2 separate regions of the Mus musculus genome follow, and region 2 is linked to region 1. A link is a contact called in public HiCAR-type data. All regions are on one chromosome and are shown on one strand. Each heading gives the region's core, a stretch centred on a gene start, on an enhancer-like site or on the middle of the called end of the contact. The rest is flanking DNA. Distances are from core to core; before and after follow the strand shown. Region 1 holds the start of Zfp804a (zinc finger protein 804A). Region 2 holds the start of Calcrl (calcitonin receptor-like).

Region 1 (5,615 bases), core at 1,217-3,716:
CTATATTACCATACTATACACATATGCATGTACAGGTGAACATATAATGAACATGTGCATGCTTCCTCTAAAAGAACAATATGACATTTGACACAACTGCTGTCCAGTGTTCCCTGGAACAATTCAGGTAGCTGTTTCTCATTTTCTGAACTAAACATTGAGCTCTAGGCTACAAAGATATGACCATCACAACAGAAGTATTCTGTGTAAAAATTATTTGCAAACTAGCCTAGCTTACGTTATTTTGAGTTATGTACTTACAAAAATTAAATACATATGGCTCAATCTTTTATGGGTGTCTCTTTACTTTCCTAAGATATATCTTTGCTCTGCTTCATGGAACTCAGTACATTTTCCTCTCTAATAATGTTTTGAAAACTTCAAATATATAGTTGAGTCTTCAGTCCTTCTCAAGTGATGCCTGCAGAGAAAGCCTACATGCTCTGGTAAACAAACAAACAAATAATAAACAATTCTCAAGTGAAGAGAGTCAGAAATTCCTTTAACTTCCAATATTGACTATTTTTCCAGCGTAATTGTGTTCATTCTGAGTTCTACATATTTCTGGGTGACCTCCTCCCCACAGCACACAAGTTTTCTGAGTTTCTACTTCTCTTTCTCCCAAGACTTCCAGACTCCCCCAAGTGGATATCAGAGAAATTTTGTCTGCTTCTTCTAAAATAACCGACACTTCATAATGAGGTTTAATCAATACGCATCAAGTATTTTCTAATTGAAGCATGATACATGGAAAATTTCTTTTTATATAAATCTAACACTCCCCCGCTATACCCTATAATTTATAATTCACTCACATGACTGCCACCTCTTTTAGCAAGACTCCCCCATTCTATCTTCTTTGAAGAAGTGAAATCAAACTGTCAGACTCATTTAAGTACCATATTATGGGTTATGGGGAAGAGGCTGTCATTGTTACCTAAAATTCTATATATAGGGCACACATACTCGACCGTATTTTAGTCTTGGCCCACGGATAAACAAGATAAACACAGCTTGTATCGGACTGCAGTTTTCTCTGTCATAGGGGGCATCAGAATGTCTGGAATCTGCTTTAACCAATTAAGCCTTTCAAAGCAAAAGGGAAATAAAGCCTTCAGTAAATCCATTGAAGGCACCATGTCCCAGACTCCCATGCCTGGTATCGATCTTTTTAAGTGCCGACTAATGAGTCCTATGGTAGTAGCAGATCTATGGTGTGTGTATCTGTGGTGCTCCCACTCCACCACCTCAAAGGAGCTAAACTTACACAGGTCAGTGGATCACCTGGGAAGGGGTAGGGTAGAAGCAGTCCTTGCTGATGGCTGCCTTGACCCTTTAAAATCCAACCGGAATCTCTGCTGAAGACCGCAGACCGGATTCCCTACTTTCTGTGACAAGCGCAGGAGTTTGTGTGCAGCTTTTCCTTTCAGGTCGCTTCTAGGGCGAAGGCTTCTGTTTTTGTTCAGCACCTCTCTGGCATGGGAGCTCCTGGCAGCGGCTTCTTTTGCCGCAAAGCATCCTTTTCCTCTCAGCTTTGGCAATTTAGGAAGAACTGATGCTCCCAGGGGAGGTGGATGAGGGGAGAGCGCCAGGAATGGGAGCACATCCATCAGGAGTCCCTGCTTCTCCCTTCTCCCTACTTCCACTCTCGTCGCCACAAATCCCCTCCCCCAAGCTCTTAGCACATAGCATTTGTGATATGTGTAACTGGGGGGCGCGGGGGTGCGGGGTATTCCATACAAAAGATGCATCAAAGCGCAGACTCCCCTAAGCCAAACCCAGAGGCACCTGGCACCTGCCCCGATTCGCTGCAATTGGAAGCGGATGGCTTGGGTACTAAATTATTAATTTATTTATTTCCCCTGCTCCCCCGCCCGCACTCCAACCCGCAGAGCAGAAGCTGCGGTCGCGTTGCTCCCCAACCCCCCAACCTCCGCCCGCACCTCGCAGGAGTCTCGCACTTGTAACCGGCCGTCGCCTCCCGGCCCCTGGCGGTCGCGACGCACTCCCACTCGTGGCCAGGCTGGCGCGGCCGTGGGTCCCGGCGGCGGGGGAGGCGGGGGGGAGGTGGCGGGTGACAGATGTACTCCTCTGACAGCTCTCAGTATCAGCCCAGTGGCTCCCTGCCATTGGCTCAGTGCGATGGACCAGCAACGCCGCGCACTATAATAACACTCATGCCTGCCAGCGGCAGCGACTGCGAGTGCGGGCGCCCGGCGCGGGGGATGCTGCGACCGCTGCCTCTGCCGCGCGGGCGGCTCCCGCTGCCCGGCTGCGCCCTACCGCGCGGGCTCTGACCGCTCCCGCCCGGTCCCGCCCGGCCCGGCCCCCCTTGTGGCTGCATCCTCCCCAGGGGCTCCACGTCCCGGTTCCTATCTCCAGGCGAGCACTGCGCCGGAGCCTAGGCGAGCGCGGCCGGCATGCGGAGGCGGCAGGGCGCGCACCGCAGCCGGGCATAAGGAACCCGCGTGCCCGCCGCCAGCGCACAGCCGGCCGCTCGCCCTGCCGCGATCCCCAGCCCACCCTCCCGGCCCCGGCTGCGGCTGAGGGTGCGGGTGCGTGGAAGCGGCGGCTGCGGAGGAGAGGCGGCGGCTGCCCCATGGAGTGTTACTACATTGTCATCAGCTCCACGCATCTCAGCAACGGACACTTTCGCAACATCAAGGGAGTTTTCCGGGGCCCTCTCAGCAAGAACGGGAACAAAACTCTGGTAATTCATTCTCTCTCTCTCTCTCTCTCTCTCTCTCTCTCTCTCTCTCTCTCTCTCTCTCTCTCTCTTTCTATTTGTCTCTCATCTAATAGGGCATATCCGGAGGGATGAGTTGACGGATGGATTTGGGAGCTTTAGTGATGTTTGGTTTGCAAGGAATTCATTTATTTCATTTATTTATCTGATGGGCGTGGGATGAGAATCGGGTATAGAAAAGGGAAGGAATCTTAGGAAAGCTCTGCCTAAATGTTTTCCTGAGACTTCATGAAGCTCTCTGTCCACCACACTCCACAGTGCTGAAGATTATAAACCTCTTCTTTCAACAGGACCTCCTAAAAATAGAAAGGATCACTAACCCCAAGTGATCCTGTGACATCTTTCCGTTTAGGCAGCTTAAAGGTGAATGGAGGTGTGGGTGTCTGATGGAGCAGCGAGCCATGTGGCTGGTGGCTTAGGGGAAGTGGCTGGATTGGGTGAGGGTCTCCGAATGAGTTTGTTTCTTGGCTCTTGGCTCTTCGCTGAAGGACTGACAGGAAACTTCTCTTGAGAAGTTTTCTGTGTGAAGCTAAGCAGAATATTCCCATCTGCCCACTACTTGCAGCTTGTCACACTTTAGAGTTTGGGGATATGGGTGGAAGGTGATCACTGTGTCACAAGTACAGACAGTAGGAAGCATGTTAGAAAACAAAACCCACACAGCTATTCTCACTGACAAGCACAGCTTGTCCTTCAGCACCCAGCAGGAAAAGCGCTCTTGATTAGTGGAAGATGTGCTGAGCATAGAGAGAGCACGGAGTAGCTTCTACTTTCCACCCAATTCCCATCATCCACAAAGGCTCATCACATCATACGCAAAGCCTCCCTACAGAACCAACTCTCATGAGCAAGGGTGTCAGGAGAAGTAACCACTTCTCCAAAGGCAGAAAGCAGCAGCGTGGAGTTCTCTTAGTATGTGCACTGAGAGTCCAGCCCAAATCAGGTGGTAAAAGTGGAAGACTTTCTGAAGTCTGTGCCCACTGGCAGACTTTGCTCTAGATTTCTCCTAGTATTTATCTGAAAAAGATAGGTAGAGTAAGTCAAGGACACACGTAGCTCAAAGCGAATATAGTTTTCAAAGCCCCAGATTCTTTATATGTTTAAAAGTATATACGCATTAATAAATAATTCCCTATTTTTTTGAGGATGAAAAGTTCTCATTTGAAGATTTAAGTGGATTGAGACACCCATGGGGTGCATTTGATGTACTCCTGATGTCTTTATTGTTCAGGATGTGTTTATTTGCTCTTTCTGTTGCACTGAGAACCCATGCTCCAGACATCATTAGTTGAGTACTATAGGGTAGGCAGAGTCTAGAAGGATTATTGAAACTGTCTGGACTCTCAGAGAGGTCAGCTAATATTTTAAACAGCCCTTTCTTCAACATTATACATTAAACTAAATATAATTTAAGGGTAAGCAAAAGAACTAGACAAGGGAGATACTTCCATTGTGCAGAGCTAAAACAGTCAAGAATTCACAGAAAAATGAGCAGTTATCTGCCAGCCCTGAACTTGTTACAGTGCTGTTCATTGTGCTTCTTCAGTCTCCTTAGACTTCCCAGGGACCAGATTTGCTCGTGGTGACTTATTTGCTGTGTATTTGAAGCTAATGAGTCCTTCCTCCCTCATGTTGACAAAGGGCAGATTAAATATGAGTTTTCCCGGTGTAACCTCATGATTAAAATGGGCACATTAAAAGCAGCCACCTAAATGAGATGGATAAATCAAAATATATGTAGATGTCAGAACAAGAAGCAGGAGAGACACAGTATGAAATGAAGCTCACAAGGTTTCTCATGACTGTAATGACTGAAACTTGTAGGGGTGTTCGTGTCAGTCCTTTCCAGACTTTTATAAGCTATCCTGTTTGAATTTATTGTGTGTGTGTGTGTGAATTTCATGATTTAAATATTCACAATTGTAATCAACTCTATTTAACACAATTTCTTTATAGGGAATATATGTTTATGTGCTCTAAGTACTTTTTAATGAGTTTTGTCAGTAAGAAAAATGAGATATATACTCTCCCATAAGTATAGTTGGAGAGTCTAGATATATTGATAAGGAATTATGTTAAGTAATAAAGACTTGTTCAACTTATATAATGATGTATTCTTGTCAGGATCTAAAATTATTTGAGCCCTTATTATATGCTATAGTTTTTAATTAAAAACACTTCATCCACAAGTTTAAGAAATATTAAGCATAAATATTAACCTAAAATTGGCATATACCATATGATGAAAATCTTCAAGTTAAAATTGATACATCCAAGGTTGTTTGTTTTAATGTTTTAGTCTTTAAGTTAACAAGCAGTTGAATTAAATGTATAGAATATTTTAAAACCTACATTCATATATCAATAATGGAAACCGGTTTATACTCCTTTATAGTTTAATTTCTAATATAGGGCTTTTCCTCTAAGATTAAGAAATTAGAATGATGTCCATGTTTAATTTCAAGGAGATATAACTAAAGCCATTCACAGAAAAAATTTAAATTTTCCCCAAGAAATTAAGTTATTTTCAATGTCCAGTTGATTAATGTGTATTTATTAATTTCTTCAAATTTCAGATTTAATGAAAGCAATTGTATAACTTACACTTAATCCTGAGATTAATTAACCATATAGAGCTTTCAATGTAGTGTGCTATTACAAATAAAAAGTTACTTGCAATACATCTGGTTTATATAGATTCCAGTGTCATTGGTTTGCTGCTTCTGTCCTATATGCAATAAGCATATATATTAATGAATTCAATGGCAACTATGAGGAAGTCCACTCAAGAAATTAACTTCTTTTCATACTTAATCCGTGACTTCCTATAGCAAAAATGGCAGCTCTCCTGTAGACCGAATACCTTGAT
Region 2 (5,615 bases), core at 868-3,367, 2.4 Mb after region 1:
GTTAAACTGATGTTGCAGATAAAAACATGGTTTGATTCTCAGACATTGTTTACTCATTTTAAAAGCCACACGTACTCTAGAAGGATACAAATTCCTATTTTAATGTTCTTGTTATTAACTCAGATAATTTCTTTGCCTAATGACCATCAATATTCATTGCCTGGCATTTTTCTGCTATAACTTTTGGTAATTAGGATTGTTTTAAATGATGCTACAAATATAGGTGAGAATATTAAAATAAATCATACAAGATGGTTATATGCTTTGAAACATTAATTCAATAAAAATCAGAAGAGTTTGTGGAGGTACTAATTTACAATAGTTTATTAATATAATACTTAATTTCAGAAAATCATCTGGCTTAGAATAATGCTTTTCAACTTCTGTTCCTATGAATGACACTGGGTTATTTAATGTGCTGATTTCGCTTCTTTCTCCAGTTATTTAATGACTATTTGTAACAAGTCCTATCTTAAACTCACCTTGTCTGTTTTTATACATCAGGGAACTCGGTAGTATAAATAAAAATAAAATAAAAACATAAATCAGCCGCAAAGCTTTTAAAAATTACAAGTGTACAAATTAATGTTTCAATTACATTGAAAAACATGTGGAAACTGAGCCAAAAATCACTGAGGAGTTACTCAGGATGAGTTTGTAATATTTTGTTTATTTGCCAGACTACTAGAAATTGAGCTCAGAATGCTAGCATTGAAAGGCATCTTGCAGCTTATATTTCACTTAAGTAAGAAAACGTAGAATTTAATAAATTATGCTAATAAGCACAATTTTAATCCAAAACTGATATCTCCCATTCCTTAGCAATAACCTGTGATGCCGCTCTGACAGCCACTTGTTAAGTAGGCACTAGCTCCTTAGATTCTCAGGACAGTCTGTACTGTGGCAAGAGAGACCTGCAGCTGCTTCATCTCAGCATCATAGCTGAAAATCTAATTTAATTCCTCTGCTTAATGAGCTAATCCACTTGCTTATCGTGCCTCTGTTTATGTATTTATGGAGACTCCTTTCACACTCTTCCCCCACAAGTTTCCAGTATAATTGAAGTAACACAACTCTAAGCTTAAGAGTTTAAAAACCATGAAGTAATGTAGAAATCACTACATTTTCTTAACCCTGGGCAGTTGTGGGGTTTATGGTTGGTTGGTTGTTGGTTGGGTTTTTTGTTTGTTTGTTTGTTTGTTTTGTCTTGTTTTTGTTTTCCCCTTACCTTATTTGTAAGACACCCATGATCTTAATACAGTGGAGACAATTCATGAACACCCCCCCCAAAAGAAAAAAACCCAATACAAACAACAACAAAAACAAAGGAAAACCAAAAATGGGGTATTTACACAAATCTAGCAACAAAGAACAATGAAAATTCCATTGGTTCCCTAGTTAGAGGTGTAAATGTCAAAAGAAGCGGAAAGCAAACAGAAGTCCAAGCCGGTGGCTTTTCTTCTTAATCCAACTTTGTGTTCAGCCACACAGGAAGACTCTGGAACCCCATAGTCTTCTGCCATCCCTTCCTTAGAATACTGATTATGTGGAAAATTTAAAGACCCTTCCTGGGGTGCAAATGTTTTCCAGCTGTCAGGACTTGAGCTGGTAGTACAACTAACTTTAAAAAGGCATTGTTTCCTGATTAAGGTATTTGTTCAGAAACTTGCCTTATAGCCCGCTCACATCGTTAATAATTGGTAAATTTATTTTCTAAAGTATCACTGTAAATACTCTTATGCACTAGTAGTACATTTTGTATGCATTCTGGAGTAAGACTCTCTAGTATCCCTTTGTAGACTAAATGAAGCGGTTTCAACATTATTTCAATGCCACTTACTAAATTCTTGTTAGAAACATTGTCATAATACTTAAGAATAGTGCTGAGAATACATACGTTTATTTTGAATAATACACTTACCTGGCACAGCTCCTAAGGAAATTCTGTGGGAATAGTCTCAGGAGGGAGTTTGATTTTCTGAGATACTGCACAAGAGTTTCCCGGAGGCGAGGTGTGGAAAGCTTTGCAATGTGGTCCTGCAGGCAGCGTGAGGTCCAGGCAACAGAGCCCGCCGGTCCTAAGGCAGAAGTGCACGCTGCGAAGAGAGGGCTTGTTCTGAGTAGATGGGGAGTGTTGTCAGATTGTAAGCGATCAGCAGCAGAAGGGAAACATCACAGCTTCCTGTTACATCACCCCGCCCCGCCTGCACTTAGTGTTAGGTTACTTTCTTTCTCAAATAGCTTACCCCAGGAAAGGAGCAGCAACTCCCTTCTCACTCTGACAAGAGCAAGAAGCAGCCTGAACAGACAGAGATCCTTTGCTGTATGAACACATTGTTACCAGCAAAAGCTGGCTGCCTTTCACCTAGACTGAGTTCTGTTAGAACTTGCTGCCTGGGATTTGAAGGCGATCTTGGTGTAAAAGAATCAAAGGAGTTAGGAGTGTGGGTGTGTGTCGAATTAAGGTTCACAGAACAACCAGGAACAATTTATCAGTCACATCTTTTTTTCTTAAATGTGCATGGAATTTTGAGCATCAGAATTACTAATTCGGACTCAATTTTGAGCACTAATATCTGATGCAACTCCACAACCAGTTTTGCATGAGAAGATGAACAGGCTTCGGGCTGTCCTTTCTAGGAGTTCCTGAGTTGTATGTCCTGTAAAGCCAGACTGTGTATAGAGTATGAAATCATTGTACATACTTTTAAATATCTGACATAATTATATCATTTTATATAATCTAAACATTATACTAGTTGTACCTCAAAATAACCTTCAAGGAAAGGTGGCTTTAGTTTAACATGATACTATGAAATAATTTCATACAATAAATGAACTTCAATTTAAAAAAAAGTTTTCCCTCTAAACATAATTATATCATAAAGTAAGAAATCATTGCGTATGATCAGGAAAAAAAGCCTATAAACCTGAAATATACTTGTTAGTTTTATATAATATGATAAATTATGAGATTTGGCAATAATCATAACTCCTGAAGCCAGACAGCACTAAAAGTCACATGATCTTTGCATCAAATGTCTCACGTATAAACTGGAAAGGATGGATAAAATAATATAATTTGTCTGTTTAAACTTTGAATCAACATATTTTATAACATTTAGAAAATGGCAAGTTCTAACTAGCTACTACAATCTTGCTGCTTCACCTTGGAGGAACAGACGAATAGCGAAGCTACTACAACCAAGTAGCAGATGAGGAGCTCAAAGTCCTAGCAGATGAGGAACCGCACTAAAGACACAGGGTGCAGAATCTCTGGATATCGTGTTCCTGAAAGACACCGCCATTTTTAAATGTTTCCTATCTTGATCCATGGAGGAGATTTATTGCAGAATCTTTAATTCTGTATATGGATATAGAATAGGATGCATCCGTTTAGAAATATGGGACATAATTGACCATCTCCATCACTGAAAATGGAAAGTCTGTGTAAGAAGCTGAACTACACAATGTAGTTTTAAGAGACGGCGATAAACTGGGAAGTTACTTTGTGGACACTTTAGTTTTGCTTTCTATAGGGAACTGTTGAATTATATTTTCCTGTGCTGTTTCCTTCAGCTCATGGGGTGAAAAGTCAGCATTATAAATCACTACTGCCTCCTAAAATAATAACTCATTAATCAGAAAAACAGTAAAACACATTCTTGGGTGAAACCACAGAGTTCTGATGTGGAGTCGCATGTTGCACAGGGGCTCAGGAGGAAAGCAGTAGAGAGTAATCATGTCCCCTTGCAGATGTTTATACTCACTGGGACAATACTGACAGAACTTTTAAGTATGATGTTTACAGCTTAAAGTTCAGGCAAAACAAATACTAGATTTTAACTTCTAAATGATCATCATATATGCTCCTGTATCCATTTCTAAGAATATCTGACCTCTGAGACACAGACTGGTGTATACAAAGCTACATACATTTCCAGTAAGTATTAAAGCATTAACATGTTTTTGATTCACTCATTGGATTTGTTCAAACACAGCAGAGTCTTAGTAAGTAAAGGGGTTCGTTCTTTTAGATGATGCCTGAAAGATCACAAGCCGGCAATCATTCTCCTGTATAATAGATATACATGGTGCTGTTGTAAATGGGAAATTTAATACAACCTGTAGTGTTTAGTATAAATTATTGGTTGTGTATGTAGGTTTATGGCTGTGGTGCATGAAGAGTCTGGATAATTCTTGTTAGTATCATACATGTGTCTTTCATAGAAAGAAAAGTAAACATACTTCCCAATAATAAGGTCATTAAAAGTTACCACGTTATGAACATGAAAAAAATATGAATACATGCTATAAGGACTTTGGGGAAGCTGGACTGTGCTGAGACATGTAGAAACAAGTGAAAAGATTGAAGAAACTTCTCAAGTGTGTGCTTTAGTATGACACAAATGTTTGGATAGCTATGGTAAAGCTAAATGAAACTGTTTCCAAAAATCAGGTGATTCCGAGCCAATGGGGTATTGTTAGTACATTCATTCAGTCTTATGTATTCTACGTGTGTTTTACATTGTCATCTTTCCCCAGAACACACTGAAGCTACTTAAAATTATCTGATTAGTGGTGATCAAGTTTGTACTTTCAGATGAACACTAAAAATAGTTCTTTTTCAGGAAATTAAGACCAAATAAGAAGTGTCTTCTGTTTTGACCATTTAAAAGAGAGTGGACAAAGCATAGAAGAATGCTACCAGTATAACCATACAGGGCATAAACCATGCAAAATGCTCCCACGCAGAGTACTCCCACTCAGAGTGCTCCCATGCAGAGTACTCCCACTCAGAGTGCTCCCATGCAGAAGGCCCCTTTCAAAGGTTCCCACTCAGAGTGCATCCATGCAGTATCTGTGTTTCTGTATAGTGAGTAATGATGCACAGATGAAACTCATTTTGAGGAACAGTGGCATTTGTCCACGTTAAAATGTTACTGCAGGACCTGCAGCCTCCATTGTGGTCCTTTATGTAGCTCAAAGGTAACGAAGTCTCTAAATGAAGTGATGGGTTCCCCTGATGAGGTGGGCCATGCCTCACAAGGCAATTAATCAGGAGGATGCTAATTAAAAGTCTTATGTCCACATGTTAGACAACCTCAACCAAAGTCATGTGTGACAAATTTAGGTTTCTGCTGACTAAACTGACCACTTGAGTTTCTATAGCTATGCCTAGAAACACAGATCTTTAAAAACAACCAAAACAAAACACTATCACATGGAGCATGGTGTAGATAGCTCATTCCTAGTAAATGTGCTAGAGTCATCAAAGAAACTATTTTAAAAATTATTTTGTGAAAATGTTGTTACAATATTCAGAAATAGCAATTCTTTTGTGTTTTTAATCATGAAAAATCCATTATTTATTTTTAAATAATTAATGTAATTAAAATCTAATGTACTCTAGCCCCTATAAGAATTCGCTATTTGAGAAGCACATAATTCTTATGCACTTACATCAAAAAGAAAATTTATTAAGGAAGTAAGTTGACTTCATATTGTACTATTTTACCTAGGAACTGTTGTTAGGAGTTTTTCCAAAGCAAAGGATAATTAATTGCATTTGGTAAAACAATTTTTACTCCTGAGAGTGAATATGCCACTACTGC

The links. HiCAR-type assays count read pairs that join an accessible place to other places.
Region 2: a HiCAR-type map of astrocytes shows a contact between it and region 1, with 8 times the contacts expected there. The contact joins the promoter of Calcrl here to the promoter of Zfp804a in region 1. A contact is called at or near these places in 1 of 39 promoter capture datasets (hippocampal neurons) and 1 of 115 datasets of contacts at active chromatin or transcription factors (astrocytes).

The regions. Positions count from the first base shown.
Region 1 is chr2:82,051,192-82,056,806 of GRCm38.p6, forward strand. Zfp804a (zinc finger protein 804A) reads left to right here and starts at 2,467. Exons shown (of 4, transcript NM_175513.3): 1 at 2,467-2,710. The coding sequence starts at 2,600.
Region 2 is chr2:84,423,149-84,428,763 of GRCm38.p6, forward strand. Calcrl (calcitonin receptor-like) reads right to left here and starts at 2,118. Exons shown (of 16, transcript NM_018782.2): 1 at 1,922-2,118.